Linked DNA regions of Danio rerio: region 1 is linked to region 2. Evidence: chromatin contacts called from public HiChIP or PLAC-seq data. All regions are on one chromosome and are shown on one strand. The core of a region is the stretch at or near the end of the contact, and the rest is flanking DNA. Distances in the headings are between cores, read along the strand shown. Region 1 holds the start of eif4ba (eukaryotic translation initiation factor 4Ba). Region 2 holds the start of krt5 (keratin 5).

Region 1 (5,862 bases), core at 2,256-4,755, 220 kb before region 2:
TCTATATTTATCTAAGAGCCAATCACACAGCAGAAATGTGCAAGAATGGGAAACTAAAAGTGTGTTGATATTAGAGATGCACCAAATTTTCTGCCCCCAAATATTATTGCCCACTAAAAATAGGTTGTTTATGGACCCTCTAATGTTTGTGGTTTCAGTCGGGAATTGTTGGGATACTATTTTAAATGTGGAAGCATTGACAACTGATATTGAAATATGTATCAAACAAAAATGTTAATCGAGATTGCATTTGGCCATATCGCCCAGCCTTATTTGAACTACAATTTTTTTTATGGCATTTTGATCTCACAGTGTCTAAGAGTCCCATATCAACGCATGTGTCCCACAACTGTGCAGATGATTCATCAATATTGCTGCTGACAGTATTTGTTCTGGAATGATGCATAATTGGGTGAAATAAATAGCCATTTAACTTTCTATATATGTTAAGATAGATAAAAGAGGGAAATAATGTGCTTAAGTTTAAGTTAATGGCATTGTGTAAACCCGTGCTATATTTTTATAGGCTTTCAGAACAGTAAATAAGTCTTTAAAGATCACTTAGGATAATTAAAAGAAGGCAATATTGATTACAAAGAGATGAGGAATAAGAATTAATAATTAAAACTTGTTGGAAGTAGGCAAGGGACGATAACCGGTTTCAAGGTTTACCGTGGTTTGGAAAGGTCAAGAGTTTTTCGTTATACCATTTCTACGGTATTATTACAGTTTTTTTTTTTTAAATGTTTTTCTGACAATTTTATTTAGTTTTTTTAGGGCAATAGTATCTCCAGCAGAAAATGATGCTCCACATCAAAAGCTGCTGTTCCAAAATATTGTAAATGTTTCTTAAAATAAAATCTATTGTGCTCAAAGGGCAAAAAAAGTTGTTGTATTTACCCAGACATTTAAAAAGAACTTATTTTAGAGCAGTAATCAAAATTCGGTGATACAGTGAAACCGTGATAATTCTATCCAAGGCCCATGCCTTGTTAGAAGTTTCCAGAGCATAATTTTTTTATATGATCTAACCATGTAGCCTTAAAAAACAAAAATAAATAAATAAATAAAATAAACAAATAAAATAATCAATAAAAAAATGTACAATAAATGAAATTTTAATGACAATAAAAATGTCAAAAATGTATTTAATAATAAAACAATAATTAAAATTAATTTTTACATGCACAAAGTTTTTTTTTTTTTACCAAATAAATAAATCCTGACAATACAGACAAACCTGAAAGGGTAAATATAATGAAAATTGGAAACCAAATAAAGGAGAAATAATATAATCATATTTTTTTCCTTAAGTATTATGAAAATAGAGAGAAAAAATTACTTTACATAAAGTAAAAAAATGCCAAACTATAACTCACAATATGGTAGATAACAAAAAGGACAATGCTAAATAAATAAATAAATAAATAAAAGACAACAATACATTAAGATGCATATTCATAAACAGAGGTGTAATATTTAAAACAAATCAGTTAAAGTTGAAATCAGGGATAGAAATGAAAGTAAAAGTTGCGCAGCAATAAAAACAATCGCTTGTCCAGGGATATTGCAGAAGATCAAGTGACTAACAAAGAGATGAGGAATAATGATTGAACCCCCCCCCCCCCCCCTCCTTTTTCCACATGACAATTGGACAACAAATAAAATAAAAAAATAACATAATAATAAAGTTTTTAATTATAAATATTATACATAAGTTTTAAATATATTATGAAAATAAATAAAAATAAAAATGACTTTTTCCATTTACATCAAATAAAATATTATTACAAAATAAATCAGAATATGGCAGATAATAATAAAAGAGAATGATAACTTAAAAATAAAGAATAAAGACAACAATGCAGTAAGATACATATTCATAAAGAGAGGTGTAATTTGGTTAACAAATGAGTTAAAGTTGAAATCAGGAACAGAAACAACAGTAAGAATAGAACAGCAATGAAAACAATCGCTTGTCCCGGGACAGTGCAGAGGTCAAGTCATTTACAAAGAGATGAGGAATAATGAAAATAATAATAATAATGTTCTCTCGTTCTCTCTTTAAATTTTACATTTAAATGTATATTTCACCTCAAAAAACAGCTTGATTAAAACCTTTTGGAAGTTTCCGGAGCATAAATATTCAATTTTTGTATGAACGAACCATGTAGCTTTAAAAAAGAAGAAATTTAATAAATAAATAATAATAATTGTACTAATTTGACAATACAAATGTCAATATAAAATTAATATATTCAATAAAAAACAATAATTAAAATCACATTTACACCCACACAACAAAGCAAAAAATTACTTTACAAAATCGATAAATCCTGTCGATATAGGCAAACCCAAAAGGGTAAATAATAATAATAAACAAAATTGGAAAACAAATAAAATAGAGAAATAATATAATAATATTTTTTCTTAAAATACTATGAAAATAAATTTTAAAAAACTGCATTTACTTAATGTAAAAAAATACCAAAATATAAATCTGAATATGTTAGATAACAATGAAAAGGGAAATGATAAATAAAAATAAAAGAATAAAGACAACATTACACTTAGATACATATTCATAAACAAATGTGTAATTTAGCTAACAAATTAGATGAAATCAGAGATAGAAACAATAGAAAGAGCAGAGTGGCAATAAAAACAATCGCTTGTCCCGGGCCAGTGCAGAAGATCGAGTGTTATGCTGAGCGTTTGCCATGGGACAGTGCAGATCAATGAGTGCAGCGTAGCAATTGCTTAAATCAATACTGATTGAGCACTACGATTGCACTAATACAAGGAATAGGAACCAATGTGCTCCAATATTATTTATTTATGCATGGCTGTGTATTTGTTGAGACAAACGCGGGAAAGTGTTTATGAGTGTATGAAGTTACAGCAGCCCCTCCCTCAACTCTGCGCCTGCGCTTACACAACTACTCACTCGTACATAAGCTTCAGACAATTGTTTATTTCGTTATTGTCTTTTAGAAAACAAGGCAAAGCAACAGTGCATTCATGTGTCAAAAACAAAACAGTTAACGTTACTGTGGAATAAAAACAACAGAGCTGACACACAGACACGGAACATGTTCGCTATGATTCATTTTCGGTTTGACACGCGACTAGAGTAAAACTGAGAGCCGATTAGAAGTATACATCGCTTCCGTGAGGTCTAAATAGAAAGTAAATAAGCTGACTCGTATGTTCTCGTGCATGAACGTACAGCTACTGGTGCAGTTTCTGCGCAGCGTCCCTTCACAACTCAAGATCAAGCTTTAACAATCAGTGCCCTGCGCTAAATCGCCTCCATCTCGGACGGGGTCATGTCGGATATACTTTATCTGCAACTGGGATTAATTTGCCTGACATTAATGACGCGTCACACCCGCAATTTTCCAACCGGCCCATGCACAAATCTATAAAATCCTCACCTGAAGCCGCCATGCTGGAGAAGGAGTGCGTGTCATATGCCCGGATGGGGGCGTGTCTTGCAGCGATACGTCGACGCGTAGACACCACTGCGCATTTAGAATTTTGGGTAATGTATGCTGTATACGTGGTCAAAAGTGTAGAAAGATGAAAAGTTTAACCTAAAATAAAGATTTACTCACAACCAAGTGGTTCCAAACTTTTACAGGCTTACAAAAAATATTTTGAAAAATAGCTTAGCCAACTGGGGAATTGGAAACAAGAAACTCTAGCCTTTCACACTTGGTTAAAATATATCCTGCCTAATCTTTGTTAAGAAAAAAAACTCATTTTCTGTCAAAGATAAGGTTAACAAGTTTTATTGGGATGCTTTATATATTATTTTGAAAGTGAAAAGATTTTGCTTCAATCTAAAAGTACTAAATCAGTAACAATGGTGTTCTGATATAAACTTAAACTTGCTTTTGTGTTCATCACATTGTTATTATTATTATTTTAATTACTTATTTAATTATCTTTTTTAATTTTGTTGCTGTTCTTTCTGTAACTGAGACAGAGTAAATTATTCTGATGTAAAATTATAATATAATATAATATAATAATATGTATTTAGATCATATGAGTTGAAGTGTTTTTTTTTTCTAAACACTTAAAAACTAGTTTCCAACAATCTTCAAAATATCTTTTATTGTGTTCACAAGGAAGACATTCAAATAGATTTGGAACAAGTGAAGGGTGTAATGATAGTAGAAATTTTCTTTTCTTTCTTTTCTTTCTTTTTACACCCTAAAGTGATGTAAGTCATCTGTTTTGTTGTAAGAATTGTCTGTGAAGCTGTCTAATAGTCCATTTAATATGGTTTGACAGACATTCGTGTGGGTTTCCTCTGGGTGCTCCAGTTTCCCCCACAGTCCAAAGACATGCGATACAGATGAATTGGGTAGACTAAATTGTCCATATGAGTGTGAATGAGCATGTACTGTAATTGATATTTACCAGAGATGGGTTGCAGCTGGAAGGGCATCCGTTGCAAGTTGGTGGTCCATTCCGCTGTGGTGACCCCGGATTAATAAAGGGACTAAGTTGAAAAGAAAAAGAATGAATGAATAAATGAATGAATGAATGAATGAATGAATGAATGAATGAATGAATGAATGAATGAATGAATGAATGAATGAATGAATGAATGAATGGTTTGACAGATTCTTTTTGGCAGAATTGAATATGAATAAATCTACCAAACAATACACAGCCAACCATAATTAGAATGCTACTTAAACGCAACTTGATTGCTTCTTAAAATAAACGACAGGTCATTTGTAGTATGGTAAAATGTATAATCATTTAAATAATTTCAATAAGACAGCAATAAATGAATCTAAAGTTAAAACAATTTCAAAGTGAAAACGAATTTTGGTGGACTTTTTTTTGTGCCACTTCAGAAAGCTAAATAAAACAATTTTTATAAGTAAATATCTAAAAACAGAATTATTGTCAGACAGTCATTAAACATTTAATATGTATCTTATCTTAGAAATCATTCTAATAATTGCATGCTACAATGATCAATACTGTATGTGCTGCTACACAATTATCAATTTATGTTTTTTCTTCTTCACGTTTTAAAAAAACTGTGATACTTTTATTTTTCAGAACTATGTTGAATAGAACATTCAGAATAACAGTAATTTTAAATTAAATATTTTATCTATTTATTTACTAGGCGACATGGTGGCACAGTGGGTAGCCACGGTTGAGTCAGTTGGCATTTTCCCCACAGTTCAAAGACATGCAGTATCCCTGCTGAAAAATCCAGCTTAAACCTGCCTAGGCTGGTTGATGGTTTTAGCTGTTCGACCAGGCTGGTTTTAGAGAGGTTTTGGCCACTTCCAGGCTCGTTTCCAGCCATTTCCAGCCTGGTCATAGCTGGTCAGGGTGGGAAATAACCAGCTAAAACCAGCTTGAACAGCCTAGCCAAGCTGGGAGTCCAGCCAAAACCAGCTATATCCAGCTTAAACCAGGCTGGTCAAACTGGTTTTAGCTGGATTTGGCTGGTCATTTTCCAGCCTGACCAGCTAAGACCAGGCTGGAAATGGCTGGAAACCAGCCTGGAAATGGCCAAAACCCCTCTAAAACCAGGCTGGTCAACCAGCTAAAACCAGCCAACCAGCCTGGATTTTTCAGCAGGGTAGGTAAACTGAATGAGCTAAATTGGCTGTGAGTGTGTGGGTGTTTCCCAGTGCTGGGTTGCAGCTGGAAGGGCATCCTGTGCATAATGACATATGCTGGATAAGTTGGTGGTTCATTCTGCTGTGGCGACCCCTGATTAATAAAGGGACTAAGGCGAAAAGAGAATGAATATTTATTTATGTTCAATATTGATTATGTGTCCTTCCCAGCATTGAGTGTTCACAAGTCAAGAACTCT
Region 2 (5,934 bases), core at 3,289-5,788:
AGAATCATAACTCTTGCAAGACACATACGTCAAGAGTAAAATTAGGAAAAATGGGTTTTCATATTGAAATGAAAGACAAAAATGAAGTAAATGTAAACCTACACTGCAGAGCATGCAGTTGTTTATCTATGCATAAGGGAATTCTCATAGAATGGCTGGTATATAGTGTCAAAATATCCAAAATTAAAAAGTCTAAATAAAGCAAGAATATTTTCCATTTAAAGATACAAGCTTGCTTTGAATGTAAACTGAGATGAATTAAGAAAAACAGTCAAAAAAGGCAACATGTGGAAGCCGTGTAATAAATAACCGCCAAATGATCATGTAAAGTTTAACAGTGGAAGTTACAACCCAGTGTACAAGACAGTAAAAATACACTCCAGTAAATACATGCATCTATAAATCACTATCTGGATCAATTTCAAGAATTGCGTTATTGACAATTTTGAGCCCCACCTAAATTACAGCTTTCATGTTCAGACAGCGAGGAACACAAACGCAATGACTAACCCATCAACAATTCACTTTTCTTTGTTGCACAGTTTGATGATGCCAGACAAAGCCTGAACTAAGCTGAGGGCACAATGCATGCTTTATAGTTCTGCATGACACTGTAGTACTCCAGTGAGATCTTGAGTAAACCTCGACCCCTTAAAAATGCATGGCGCAACTTTGAGGTTGCAAAGAAAACTCACCACCATATTGTACATTAACCGAAATTAACAGACTGACTGATGGCATGTTTTAGTATACCTGTGATAGATATCTTCAATGGAATATTGTCTAAATCAGTACATAACTGTTAATCAATGAGCAGTTAAACTAGCATACATACAAGTGCTAAAATGATACACATACAAAATATTTATTGTTACATATGAAATAGTAAAGATCAATTCTGTATGCAATACTAACTTTGGTTCGATATATTATTTTCTCAAAATGGTGTTTGGACACACCATTAAGATTGACTATGCTTTTTTTTTACTTTGTTGATTCTGCAAAGCCTACCCAATTCACCCGTACCGCATGTCTTTGGACTGCGGAGGAAACCATTGCACCCGGAGGAAACCCACGCGAATGCAGGGAGAACATGCACACTTCACACAAAAACGTCAACTGAACCAGCCGAGGCTCGAACCAGCGACTTTTTTGCTGTGAGCATTTACAAATTAATATTTAATATCAACTGATTAATGTCATCTTGCTGTATATTGACCATTCAGTAAATAATATAAAAAATAAACTAAAGGAAGGGAATTTTAAAAGCATTTTAATCATCAGCCGTTCCCCAGTAGATTAATAGTTCGAATAATTGGACTGAATGATCAGTGTTCTGCTGTCACAATGGAAATATTGCATACTGGTCAACATTTTGGAAACATCAAGGGCTTTATTTTGACGATCCATGCGCAAAGTGCAAAGCGCAGGGCACAAAAGCATTAAGGGCCTGACAGAATCCACTTTTACTATTTTAAGGACAGAAAAATCCACTTTATCCGGTCTAAAAGGGTGGAGCTTATTTTCTTAATGAGTTATTTGTGTGTTTTGAGAAAAAAAACAATCAGAGTCGTATCTCCCATTCTCTTCAAGAGTCGTATTCTCTTCAAATACATCGCATTTGCTATTTACACAACGGACTTTTTAAGTGGAAAAACTGAGCATTTCACTAGCAAGAAAACAGTTAAACAGAGGATCTACAGCGCAAGAATGAGAGATGAGCCTCCTCATTATTTACTTTCACTCTCGTGGACTTGTACGCACATCCATTAGCCTATAAATAATTAGTTTGTTAAGCGCAAAGATTTGTTTCAAAACTATTTCTAAATTTAGTTCTAATTTCCAGCAAACGAAGAAATGAACAATAATAATGAAGTGTGGTCAATTATATGAGTTATATCTAAACACAAATGCTGTGCCCCATATGGTCTAAAACCTCACAAGTGGGCAAATCTATGCTTGTTTTTAATAAAGCAAATATAATATGCATATAATAAATAATAATAATGCTAATAATAACAACATTATACAAAAGCTAATTGTTATGAATGAAGTGAAAAAGCCCCCCGAGATGAAAAAGGCATGAAATTATGTTTTTTATTTTTAAGTAGGCTAGAAAATAATGTTTTGTAATATTTTAATCCTTTATATTTATATCCTATATATATCCTTATTATATCATATATCCTTAATATTTTAATTCTTTTCAATTTGTAAAGATATTTGCGTATTGCTGTACATCCTGTGTGTATTAAGCAGTGTGTAAGCGAGGCGCACAACTAACGCACTCTGCGCTGGACCGGCTTTGTTCTTTGTTTCAGCTTTGTTCGAACAGTCTATTGTAGTTCCTCAAAATAGCAACGCGCCAGCAATGTGCCTCAACACGCCTCCTTTTTTAGACCAAAACGTCTATTAGCACACATACTGTATGAGCGCTAATGCATTTGCTATTTAAATAGCGTGGTGCAAAACGTCAAAATGACTGTTGCACTGAGCTAAAACTACAATTGCGTCGCGCCTTGCGCCGGGTGTATGATAGGGCCCCAAGAGTTTATTTACTTATTTAAGTGCCTTGGTCCCCAATACTGAATTTACTAGATCAAAATTACAATACAACCTTTATACTTCCAAAAACATTATATGTAAATATAGTTCAAAATATAATTTATTCTTATGATGGCAACGCTAAATTTTTAGCATTGTAGTTTTAAATGTCATGATACTGTAAAAGTCATTTAAATATGGTGGTCTGATGCTCAAAAATCCCTTTTTATTGTATGAGTTGTGCTACTTCAAACTGTATTTTTTATGTAAACGCTCACAAAAAATGTTTGACTGTCAGGAACATTAAAAATCGACAGTAAAAGTCATTAAAAATGTTATTAAACATTTCAGTTCTAATAACTACTGTTTGTGAACAATCTATTCATAGATATTTTAACTGTGCAGCAAATCAACAGTGCCTATTTTTATTTTATATTTGATATAATAATAGCCTAATCACAGATATAATAAAAACCTGGATGAACAGAAGAGACAAAATGTCCTAATGTCTCCAAAACTTTAACAGATGGTTCTGCAAGGGAAATGTTTACAACCATGAAAGCATTTCAAATATTTAATGAGTTTGATCATTAGCAAAGCAAACACGCAAGGTAAATTTCAAACCAGTTTCACGTGATCAACCTGCACATGTTACACTTACCTGTTTTTTTAATCACATACATGGTTTCTGGGTCTTCAAGACCTCTTTTATCTCACAACCTAATCTACATTTTGTAACTTGTACTACTCGATTGGTTGCATTGCATGAATTAAGGGGAAATACTTGGGTGGAACTCATCAACCCCAACATCTGATAGTGTCGCTGTTTTGACCAACAGATTAACAATGGGCTAAACCCGTTTAAGAAAAAAAAAACTGCACAGATGGCCAAAATACCACATAAGCAATGTTTGTTAAAAGTGCGACCCCTCCTAAATTTTTACAGAGAAATATGCCTTATTTTCCTTTTGCTTCCCTGCTAATATGCTAATGCTCTAAAGTAAACAAACCAGACAGAATCTCTTCCTGCTGTACTTGGTCTGATGAACATTTACAAGGCTGAAAGCAGACTCAGATCTGTCCACTTTAGAAGCAAGACTCCAGTTCGAAATCATTTAAACATGATACGGGTGATAGTGACATGCTAACAAAAGCAGCACGCGTTGCTAAATAATGCCACCTAAGGACAGGTACAAAAATAACCACACTGCTCTTGCAGCCATTGCACACTGCTGTGAGCTCTGACACTCACCTTATAAAATTCAAATCTCACACGATAATGAAAACTATGCTGTACACATTCACGTTTGCACAGTGTGTTTTAATAAGATAATAAAAATCTACTTTGCATGCAACTGCGTCAGCCCTCTGGGAACCACAGAACAAGGTGGTGAAGCAGTGTCCGTGACAGAGCCATTGAAGTGAGAGAACAGAAGCTTGATTGTTTGACTGGAAAGAGAAGCCTGTGGGTCACTATGGCTTCCAGGATGAGCGCCAAGTCTCAACATTCAAGCCCTTCATCAAATATTCCCCTATTTAATACTCCTGCATTGCACTTAAAGCAAACTGAGGGCCCCATACCTGCATGAATCATAAAATATTCATGGAGTTGTATGGTTTGCATTTGGAGAATGCCATCTGGTTATGTAAATAAGAGGGGCTTTAAATTACAGAGAACTTGTATATTCTGAGTCGTAGTACATACAAGGGTGTGTGGAGTTTAACCTTGTTTTTCTACTCTGTTTCTCTCTTAATAGCTCTGTTTTATTACGTGAGTATGCATGTGCATCTAAGGCAGGGTGTGGCCTGGCCTCCAATGCTGAACATACTCCCATACCAGCCCAGCAAGATGGGCGTGTGTATCACTTGGACAGGGGAAAAGGCAGGACAGAAGCCTGAGGCAGAAAGGGGATTGGCCAGGTGAGCCCCTCCCATGAGGTAAGAGGTATAAAAGCCACTGCACTGCTTGAAGAGGGCACTCAGAGGGATTTTACTTTCCTCTTAGTGAGCTCTCCTGCTCCAGATCTCTGTCTCATCCTGCTCTTTTTCTGATCCTCACCCCCTCGTAGACGACAGAAGCCATGTCTACTTCCTTCAAAACCTTCACCAGTAGTGGAAGCATGAGCGGCGGCATGGGCGGTGGCATGGGTGGCGGAATTAGGAAGAATTTTTCTAGCATGTCAACCAGCGCAGTACCAATGGGCAGCAGGAGCTCAGTGTCCTTCCGTCGCTCTGGTGGTGGTGGCGGCGGCGGCGGCTTTGGAGCAGGATCTGGAGGAAGCTTCAGCTACAGCATGGGTGGCGGTGGCGGTGGCGGTGGCAGTGGCTTTGGAGGAGGATTCGGCAGTGGTGGAGGATTCGGCGGTGGAGCAGGATTTGGTGGTGGATCAGCGTACGGGGGTGGAGCAGGATTTGGTGGAGGGTTTGGACCAGGCGGTGTGGTACCCATCACAGCTGTCACAGTCAACCAGAACCTTCTAGCCCCACTGAACCTAGAGATCGACCCCAACATCCAAGTTGTCCGCACCCAGGAGAAAGAGCAGATCAAGACCCTCAACAACCGCTTTGCTTCCTTCATTGACAAGGTTAGTTTTTCTTTTCAAACATCTACAGCTCCACAATACAATTGTGACTTTTCCGGTCACTAGCGCACACAGAAATCTCACATTGCAAGATACGATCGGCAGGCATTGCATATGCCATCATTTCCTTTATTAACACTAAACATCAGTCAAGCAGTCTACATCTTAGCGTAGGCTCATGTTGTTTTCTTAGTATGCAATTGTTCTAAGGCAGCGAGGTTGAGTTTGGAAACCCAAGCCAGGTAAGATCCAATGACTGGGCCATTCCAAATAAGGGCATGGATCAAGTTTGCCAACTATCCCTATGGTAGCAGTGAAGTATGGTGTGTGCATGTGTGTGTGAGAGAGAGCATATTCTTAATAATTTACTTAATGCAATAGCCCTAGATGTTCGATTGACTTCATGTATGTCCTAAAAATCACTTCAGTAATTACCTACACAAAGCTAGTTTCCTGTTTGTATTCTTTGACATCTTTGGGGAATTCTCAATGTAACCACACCTAGTAAATTTTGCCCCCCCCCACCCCCTTAGATTTATATCCAGTTCTGTGATTCTGACAAGAGATATGATCAGCAATGATACAGCTCATATATCCCCACTGATGTCATTGATGCTTTGTTTTTTCAATGTGAGTCCTGCAAGTTCAAAGTCATTTTGTGGTTGTGCACAAAATAACTTTGCAAAGGGCGGGTACAGTTAGCACCCTGAGGGTAAGGTGTGCCATTTCATCTCTGTTTAGGCCTGCCACTTGGCACAGTTCTCCTAGGAGCCTCGCCTTTATGCCAGGAGGGAAACATTGTTTTGGG

The links. HiChIP or PLAC-seq counts read pairs in DNA pulled down with a chosen protein or histone mark.
Region 1: a contact with region 2 is called in an H3K4me3 HiChIP or PLAC-seq map of gastrula embryo, with 4 times the contacts expected there. The contact joins the promoter of eif4ba here to the promoter of krt5 in region 2. A contact is called at or near these places in 1 of 18 Hi-C or Micro-C datasets (caudal fin) and 1 of 4 datasets of contacts at active chromatin or transcription factors (gastrula embryo).

What each region holds. Positions count from the first base shown.
Region 1 is chr23:10,513,714-10,519,575 of GRCz12tu, reverse strand. It overlaps eif4ba (eukaryotic translation initiation factor 4Ba), which reads right to left and starts at 3,505. Exons shown (of 15, transcript NM_001099237.2): 1 at 3,438-3,505. The coding sequence starts at 3,450.
Region 2 is chr23:10,296,094-10,302,027 of GRCz12tu, reverse strand. krt5 (keratin 5) reads left to right here and starts at 4,538. Exons shown (of 9, transcript NM_131156.2): 1 at 4,538-5,129. The coding sequence starts at 4,626.